2 separate regions of the Mus musculus genome follow, and region 1 is linked to region 2. Evidence: chromatin contacts called from public HiChIP or PLAC-seq data. All regions are on one chromosome and are shown on one strand. The core of a region is the stretch at or near the end of the contact, and the rest is flanking DNA. Distances in the headings are between cores, read along the strand shown. Region 1 overlaps Zzef1 (zinc finger, ZZ-type with EF hand domain 1). Region 2 has its middle 11 kb from the start of Ggt6.

The links. HiChIP or PLAC-seq counts read pairs in DNA pulled down with a chosen protein or histone mark.
Region 1: a FOXA1 HiChIP or PLAC-seq map of pancreatic cancer cells shows a contact between it and region 2. The contact joins two enhancer-like sites. A contact is called at or near these places in 1 of 115 datasets of contacts at active chromatin or transcription factors (pancreatic cancer cells) and 1 of 9 other capture datasets (macrophages).

The regions. Positions count from the first base shown.
Region 1 is chr11:72,841,909-72,846,079 of GRCm38.p6, forward strand. Zzef1 (zinc finger, ZZ-type with EF hand domain 1) reads left to right here. Exons shown (of 55, transcript NM_001045536.2): 10 at 1,348-1,439; 11 at 2,431-2,579. Among named protein-coding and RNA genes, the nearest start is that of Gm26121, 38 kb to the right of the region's middle. Within about 2 kb of position 1,908, at least 30 of the 459 cell types and tissues checked have an H3K27ac peak or open chromatin away from gene starts, as enhancers often do. A contact at or near this core is called in pancreatic cancer cells, where this site is marked.
Region 2 is chr11:72,422,608-72,427,270 of GRCm38.p6, forward strand. No RefSeq gene overlaps it. Among named protein-coding and RNA genes, the nearest start is that of Ggt6, 11 kb to the right of the region's middle. Within about 2 kb of position 1,299, at least 8 of the 459 cell types and tissues checked have an H3K27ac peak or open chromatin away from gene starts, as enhancers often do. A contact at or near this core is called in pancreatic cancer cells, where this site is marked.

The sequences.
Region 1 (4,171 bases), core at 658-3,157, 420 kb after region 2:
ACAACCTGGTCTACAGAGTGAGTCCCAAGACAGCCAGGGCTACACAGAGAAACCCTGTCTCAAAAAAACAGGAAAAATAAAACCAACCTAAAATCCTATTACAATCAGTTCTCATAAATGGGTTCATCTAGGACTCTGGGGACAATTAGGATTGTGTGGGTGTGTTGCTCTTAGAATTGTGTGCATTTCTGGCACCATGCTTTCTTAGAATTGTAAGCAGAATTGCTATTTGACAACATGAGTTGTAGTTTTATGGGTTTTTGCCATTGTACTGCTTCTCATTCCTGATAGAACCAGATCACAGGACAGCATCTGTCTGTGAGTTAGCAAAGAACCTCTTGGGTTCATTTTCTTGGTCCTTGTAACACGTTTTACACAATTGTCTTGTGGAAACCCAGAGTCTAGGAATGTTTGTGTTATTAAACTCAGGTGTGGAGTAAGAACATGACCATCATTTCAGTGTTTTGGCTTTACAGGAGAATGATTGAAATCAGGTCAGGGCCCCAGGAGAAAAGCTCAAGGAGCATGGACTTGAGCGTGTCCTTGCATTACTCTGCTGCACCTTGAGTTTAACAACAGATCTTTTTGTGAGTTGAGAGATAATTTGTAACCAAAAAAGGTATATGACTCATACAACTGCAAATGAACACATCAGACTTTTAGACAAAGGAAGGAAGAAACAGTATCAATAGTTAAAGGAAAAATCATAAAACACAAAGCCCGATGATGGTATTTACTTACAGTTAGTAATCAGCTACATTCCTTTTCTTTTCTTTTCTTTTTAAAATATATATTTCTTTAGACAAAAACACTTGCATTACCCTCAGTATTCAACTTACAAAATTATAAAATAGCTTAGAGACAGGAAAAGATACCAATAACTGAGAATGAAATAGACAGAACACCCAATAATCCCCCTCCTGTTTCAGCATCTGTCCTAACCTTTGCTGACAGCGTATTCAAGAAGCCTTCAGTTGCTAAACCCACTTGTTTTTAATCAACTCAGTCAAACATTAGTCATGGCTTTCGGGATGATTCAGGAAGATGGTTGACCCTACAGTATTCTGTCTCTGATTGAAAATTACAATCTGAGGAGACTGTACCGTGTGTGTGTGTGTGTGTGTGTGTGTGTGTGTGTGTGTGTGTGTGTTGGAGAATCTCTTACTGCTTTTTTGCAGAAGGTAGAGATGTGGGAGGGAGCCACATCTGCTAAAGAGGTATTGTTTTTCTAATTGTCACAAAGGTACCAGATAGGCTGGCTACCCTTGCTTTTGTTGATACTAGATCTTCGGGGCTGTAACCATGACTCAAACGTCCTAACTTTCTCTTTCTTTTCCTTTTTCTTAGGTTTTCTTACAGAGACTGGAAAAACGAGAGCAAGTACTATTTTTTCTACAGGAAGTGACTCTGCCTTCCAAGTTACACAGATCAGAATTATGGTAATTACTGTGCAGTCTTTGCTAAGCCCACTCTATAAGGGCTGTGATGTTTGCTCCATCCCCTTGATTCATGACCACTTCTGCAGTGTTAGATATTAGCTACTGTATTTGGTGAGAAAAAACATACTTCTAAGTAAGAGGCCTATAAAGGCAGTCTTTTGTCTTTTCATTTGGTTTGCAGCTTACACAAAATTGCTGTCAAGTTAATATGTTGTTAAAACAGGTTACTCACTGGCTTGTGTGAAAAAAATAAAGAGAAAAATAAAACAAACAAACAAACAAAAAAAGAATTATGGTAATTTCTCTTCCACCTTCTTAAGTAGTTGTAGTGCTCTTCAAAGGTGAATTAGGGACTGGGGAGATGGCTCAGCAGTTAAGAGCACTAGGTGCTCTTCTAGAGAGCCTGAGTTCCATTCCCAGTAGCCTTGTGATGACTCACCATGTGGAACCTGGCATGCATGTGGTGTGCAAACAGATCTGTAAGCAAATACTCAAACACAAAAAAAAAAATAAAAGTTTTAAAGTGAATTGAGCTAGGTGTGGTGGAACACACCTCTAATCCCAGCACTCAGGAGGCAGAAGCAGTGGATTTTGTGAATTCAAAGCCAGCCTGTTCTACATAATGAGTTATAGAACAACCAGAGCTACATAGAGAGGCCCTGTTTTTATTTGCTTGTTTGTGTGTTTGTTTTAAAAAAGTGATTGGGTTATGTTTCCATAGATCCTTGCCTGTCATTGGGTATACAGTAATTATCTTCCTCTGTCTCAGTCCTCTGGCAGAGGGCAAGTGTGCAAATTTAGATTCAGTTTTAAGTCTCTGAGGAGTGTGACTATAAGAATGGAGAGAGCCAAGCTAATGTTTTAGAGGAAATAGCCGCCTTACTTGCAGGGCGTAGTAACATGGAATAGCATTTTATTGGTTTCACTGTGCCATAAGCTGTCTATGTCAACCGGAGACAAATCAGCAGAGAATGTTTGCCTCTGTTCCCAGGTTCGCCGTGGTGGCATTGGTGCTCAGTGTGGGCTGGTCTTTGCCTATAACTCGCCTTCTAATAAGTTTCACGCAGAAGAACACTTCAAACGGTTTGAAAAATATGACAAATGGAAACTCCAGGAACTGAGGCAGTTCGTAAAAAGCAGGTACAGCCCAGAGAGAGTCTGTGTGGTCAATAAAATTGCATCTATTCTCTCGCTGGATGCGGGATTGCATGCCTTTAATTGGGAGGCACTTGGGAGGCAGAAGCAAGTGGACCTTTGTGAGTTTGGGGTTAGCCTCATCTAAAATAGTGAGTTCTAGGCTAGCCATTACTATATAGTAAGACCCTGTCTTAAAAAAAAAAAAGGATGTATCTTTATTGTTGAATTATGCTTATAGAAAAGGTGACAGTAACCCACCACAGAGGCCAGAAGTCATTGTTATTTTCTTTTTTTTTTTTTTTTTGAGACAGGGTTTCTCTGTATAGCCCTGGCTGTCTTGGAACTCACTCTGTAGACCAGGCTGGCCTCGAACTCAGAAATCCGCCTGCCTCTGCCTCCCAAGTGCTGGGATTAAAGGCGTGTTTGCCACCACTGCCCAGCCTATAGTGACATTTTTTTAAGAATTCTGGAATTTTTGGTTCTTTTAGAAACACAGAAATATAAGAATGTGCTTTTGTTTTAACCCCAGGTGTAGGGATATGGGGCTGCTTCAAACTTTCCTCAGCAGCTGATCATGATTTGTCTTGTGCTTTAGCAGAAGTGTTGTTTTGCCAGATGTAAATATTTCTGTGATTGTGTGACTTTGGAATTCTGAGAACTTTTCAGAGGGTACATAAATATGAGTCCCCTAAGAGGCAGGGTCAGTGGTTGTTAGTCATTTAGGGAGGTTGGTTGCAGTTTGTTAGTAGCTGTGGTCAAGAAAGACATTAGATTCAGGAATTTTCCTAATTATTCTCTCCCCTCTATCCTTTTTTCTCTCCTATCTACTGATAGGGGGTAAAACTGGGGGAGTTAGGATAAAGAGTGGGAAAAGGAAGAACCCATAAAGTAGCAAAGACCAGCTACAGTTTGGTGGTGTGTATACCTGCGCCATGTGTATGCCTACTGCCCATGAAGGTCAGAAGGCTGCATTGGATCCCCTAGAACTGGTGTTATGAGTGATTGGGAGCTGCCATGCAGATGCTAAGAACCAAACCTGGATCTTCTGAAAGAACACGCTGTGTTAATTCTGAGCCTTGTCTCCAGCCTCCTCAAACTTTCATTGAAAATACTTATTAAACATCTATTATGTGCTGGGCCTGATGCATTGAAGGTCCTGCAGTGGAAAAAGTACCAGAGGGGTCACTGTAGTGACCATAGAGAGCTTCCTGCCAGGAGACAGTGTCAGCTGTGTAATGAATGCTATACGGGAGACCTCTGGGAGCAGATAGCAGGCCTTACTTGACAGGAAATGTAGCCCTGAGCCAGTGAGCAGTGCTATGATGTTTCTGAAGAGTGAATTACACACTAAGTAGGTGCTTGAAGAAGCAGTGTGTGAAGGTGATTGTATGGCTAAGCTGCACTGTTGGGAAGGGTGGCAAAGGACAGAGCTGGAGAGCTGGGAGAGGCCAGGTCAGTAGAAATGTCTTTGTTTGAGGTCTTAGTTTCTCTTTGAAGCACATGTGTGTAGTGGGGAGGCAAGCAGACAGAGGGTAGAGCTTGTTATTGGGGAGGTAAGAGAATATGAAGGAAGTCAGGTGTGTTCTGGAAGAACT
Region 2 (4,663 bases), core at 49-2,548:
TTAAGAAAAAATTTAAAAATACTGCATGCCTTTAATCCCAGCACTCAGGAGGTAGAGGCAGATGGATCTCTGTGAGTTCAAAACTAGCCTGGTCGACACAGTGAGTTCCAGGACAACCAGTGATCGTACAACTGAACCACTTCTCCAACCCCTAAAAATTGTTTTAAAGGGAAAGACAGGCTTGCAGCTGTGTACACGGTTTTTCCTTGGACTTATTTTGTTGTTTGTTGTTGAGACAGGCAGATCCTAGGGTTTTGCTAGCCTGTTAAGCAAAGACCCTGTCTAAAAAATAATAGTTCTAGAAAACACTCAGTATTGATCTCTAGCTTACATCACACACACACACACACACACACACACACACACACACACACATGACACACAAATTAAAAAAAAAAAGGAAAAAGAAAAACAGAAAAATATAGTCCAGGTGTGGTAGCTCATACTGTATGTAATACTAAGCGTTTAAGAAGCAGAAGTCAGCAGATCTCCAGGTTGGAGGCTAGCCTGGTCTACCAAGAAGCAAGTTCCAAGATAGCCATGACTTCACAGAGAAACCCTGTCTCAACAACAAGAATCAACTCTTAGCCAGGCATGGTGGCGCACGCCTTTAATCCTAGCACTCGGGAGGCAGAGGCAGGCGGATTTCTGAGTTCGAGGCCAGCCTGGTCTACAAAGTGAGTTCCAGGACAGCCGGGGCTATACAGAGAAAACCTGTCTCAAAAAAAAACAAACAAAAACCAACCAAACAAAAAGAATCAACTTCTGTTTCACATTTTAGTGAAACTTAAGAACAGAAAGGGATGAGGGGGCATTGAAATCACAGTGCCAGAGGCTGGGGGGGGGGGGCTACCTAAAGGTAAAAGGCAAGACTCTAGCATGAGAGTCTTCATCAGCAACAGTGGAAGAAAAAAAAAAAGAAAGAAAGAAAAAAGGAAAATATAGATAAAGGAAAATAAACTCACACTTAGAATTGAATACACAACTGTATGTTTCAAGAGCAAGTGACAGATTAAAAACGTTCTTGATCATCACTGAGAAGAACCTAGAAGGAAGCAATAATAATGGAATACATCCTCCAAACCTGGAGAGGCAGCGGTGATGACTGATTTGGGGTTTTTGTCTGCTGCAACTAAAACCACAGCATGGGGTGGGGTGGGGCTGGCAAGACAGTCCAGGTCCCTGTGTAGCAGGTGCTGCCCGAGTCCTAGCTCACATTGTCTCAGCCTTACCTCTGACTTCAGCCAAGATTCTAGGAGAACACGCTCTCCCCTTTCTGCTCCAGGATTTCTGGTAAGGCCTTGATGGAGGGATGTCACCACTCCAGCACCCCACTTAAGGGGATCAGTAATATTTGTGGTGTTGTGGCTGGCTGACTCAGAATAAAAATATTCCCAGCATTCACCCATGAGGCATTTAAACCCGAGTAACATTCCACACAGTTTATCTATTATCAATTAATGGGCATTTAGATCACACCTGACCTTTGGCTGTTGTAAAAGCATCACTGTGACAGTGGGAATGTTTGAATGTATTGATTAAGTTAGTTGCCAATCATTCACAGAACCCTACTGTCTTCTAGGGACTGTGGTAAGATCTGGAAAAACAGCAACAAACAAAAGAAACACCTTGGCATCAAGGAGCTTGTGTTCCAATTCGGACAGGCCATGTTCGCACAAGTTCTCTGATTGCAGGTGCCAGGTAGTGGCATGCCGAGATGGCATCAGGGTCTGTGGTTCATAATGACAGAAGAGGTGAGGTCTGCTTTATCCAGGGTGGCCTAAGAAAGGATGTCCGTGGACAGACAGACATAACTGGAAGAAACAGCGGAAGAGACGGAAAGTGTATTTTGGCTCACGGCTTCATGGGATCGCAGTCCTCCACGGCTGAAAAGGCGTGCCTGTGTTCACATAGCTAGGGGTGCATAGGTTGACCACGGGAGCTCTGATCTTCAAAAGGCCTGCTCTAATAAGCTACGTCTGCCAGGTAGAACCCACGTTCTAATGACTCCTCAACCTCCAAAAACAGAACCATCAGCTGGGGAACAAGTGTTCAAAACATGATTCTGTTGGGGACATTTCACATTCAAAGCATATAGCACAGGCCATTTTCCCAAGTGTTCTGTCACATTGAGACCTCTGCCTAGCCAGATATGTGCACTACACAGACAAGGTTTCCAATGGTCTCTACCACCTCTAGTCCCAGGGTGAAGGAACGGTGTAGTTATCCAGCCCCTCCCACCTCCCACACTGCTGACTGTAGAGTCAGGGAGAGCCCATCAGAGAACCACTGCGGGTCTAAGCAGTTGTAACTCACACAGCTAGAATGAATGTGGGGTCGGCTGCCTCAGGAGTCTACCAGAGAGGGTAGACTCTCTCACACTCTTAGAGGTCTCACACTCTTAGAGGGATTGTGGCTTTGTAAATGGGCTAGCCTTGTTTCCCCTTTTCTCATCCACCCTGTCAATACCCAGTGCCCTAGATTCCAGGTCCTCCAATGTTACAGGAAATGTGATCACACTGTGAACCCCAAGATTGTGTTATTACTGGAAAAAAACTGTTTCTAGTTGTGGTGTGGCTCAGCTGTAGCACACACCCTTAATTCAAGGGTGTTCTGTTTATTGTAAACAAGATTAAGTAATGTTAACCTTAGGTCAAGAGGCCAAGTTGACAGTGAGAGAACATAGGGAAAAAAAAAACCATAGAGAATAAAAAGAAGTCAGGAGGATGGATAGAGAGAGGCACAGGAAGCAGATGGGAGGGACATTCAGTTTGAGGGGTTTTGAGACACCATGGAGAGGAGAGCTTCCTGTTGACTGAGGAGGAAGATGAGCTGGGTGCTCTCTCTGCCTCTCTGAATTAGCAGGCTTTGACCCCAGCTTCTGGCTCCTGAGTCTTTATTGGCAGTTCTTCCTAGTCCTACCCATGCTCTCAGCAGGACTTCTCAGCTTTCCCTCCCCCCCTGGAGCAGCCCTCTTTCCTTCCTTCATACACCTTCACAAGACAATGACATCATGCATTAAACTTTCTTCTGCACAAGAAGAAACATAGAACAGAGGTGACCAGGGGCGTAACAGGCAGGAGAGAATTATTATTTGATGCTTACAGAACTCATTGTGCTGGGCTCCAGTTTCTGTCTCAAAAACCTAATAAGTGACTTCCATGTCTGGTATTGATTGCCTTAGAAATCGTCCACCTGAAAGAAATTAGAAATCTAGAAAAATGGCTAACAATGAAGAGAAACAGAAAAGGAAAGAAATATGGAGAAAATATACAAGCCATGATTTTAGACATTAAATAACAGGTCGCCCAGATCCCTGAGAAGAGAGAAATTATTTGTGTGAGATCCTAGCTCCTAGCCTCAGAGCTTCAAGGAATGTTTGGTCACAATACAATGAGGAAGATACCAAACAGAGCATGGAGTCTCACTGAGCTGCGGAGGAAAAGACTGGAGTTCTAAATGGAAAGCAATTTGTAAAACCTTCGTACTGAGAAAATACAAGCATCGTTAAAAAAAAAAACAAACCCTCCAGATGTCTACACAAGAGTACGCTGGAGGGTTAACCAAGAACTGATGCTCTCCTGTGTGAGAACAAAATACCCAAGGCCAGGAAAAGGGTTGTCACAAAGTAGTAGGCCAAAAAATGTCTGGAATTCACACAAGACTAGAAATAGTCTAATGAAAAGCTCTTGTCACCCATCAATCACTGCATTGAGTCCTCAGAAAGATCACACATTAGTAGCAGAATTAATTAATCTCAAAATAAAGTCTTCCTACCATAATAAGGCTTCAAAGGAAGTCTGAATGGATCAAGAGCATTCACAAGTGTTTTACAACATGCCAGAATGAAACCCAACACTCTACAAAGGAGTATATCAAAATACAGCACTCAGCAACATAAAATTTACAGCATCTAGTACCCATTTAAAAATCACCAGGTAGGCTGAGGATATAGCTCAGCTGGTAGAATACTCCCCTAGTCTGCACAAAACCCTGCATTATGGGCTGGAGAGATAGAGAACAGTTAAGAGTCCTGGTTGCTCTCACAGAAGGCACAGATTCAATTCCCAGCATCCGTCTACTTGCTGGCTCATGACCATCTGTGCCTCCAGTTCCAGGCGATCTGATGCCTACTTCTGGCCTCTCTTAGGCGTTAGGTACATACATGGTGCTCAGATATGCCTGCAGGCAAAAACACACATACACACTAAGTAAACTTTAAAGCCATGCATTCATTTAATCTCCACTTCATCAACTGAGTATAGGGGCACGTGTCTGTAAACCCAGGAAACAGAAGGAAAAGGATTAGAAATTCAAGGTCATGTCCAGCTACACTGTGAATTTGATACCATCCTGGGATGAAGAAGACCCTGGAGAGATGGCTCAGTGATTAAGAGCACTGTCTGCAATTCCAGAAGCCCTGAGTTCAATTTTCAGTAATCATATGATGGCTCATCTATAATGGGATCTGATGCCCTCTTCTGGCCTGAAGGTGTACATGCAGATAGAGCACTCATACATAAAATAAATTTAAAAATTTAAAAACAAACAAAACCCCCAATAAACAACAACAACAACAACCCAAAGACAAAATTATTTTTTTAAAAAGGGGGAGAGGAAGACTGGAGAGATGGCTCAGCAGTTAAGAGCACTGACACATTGC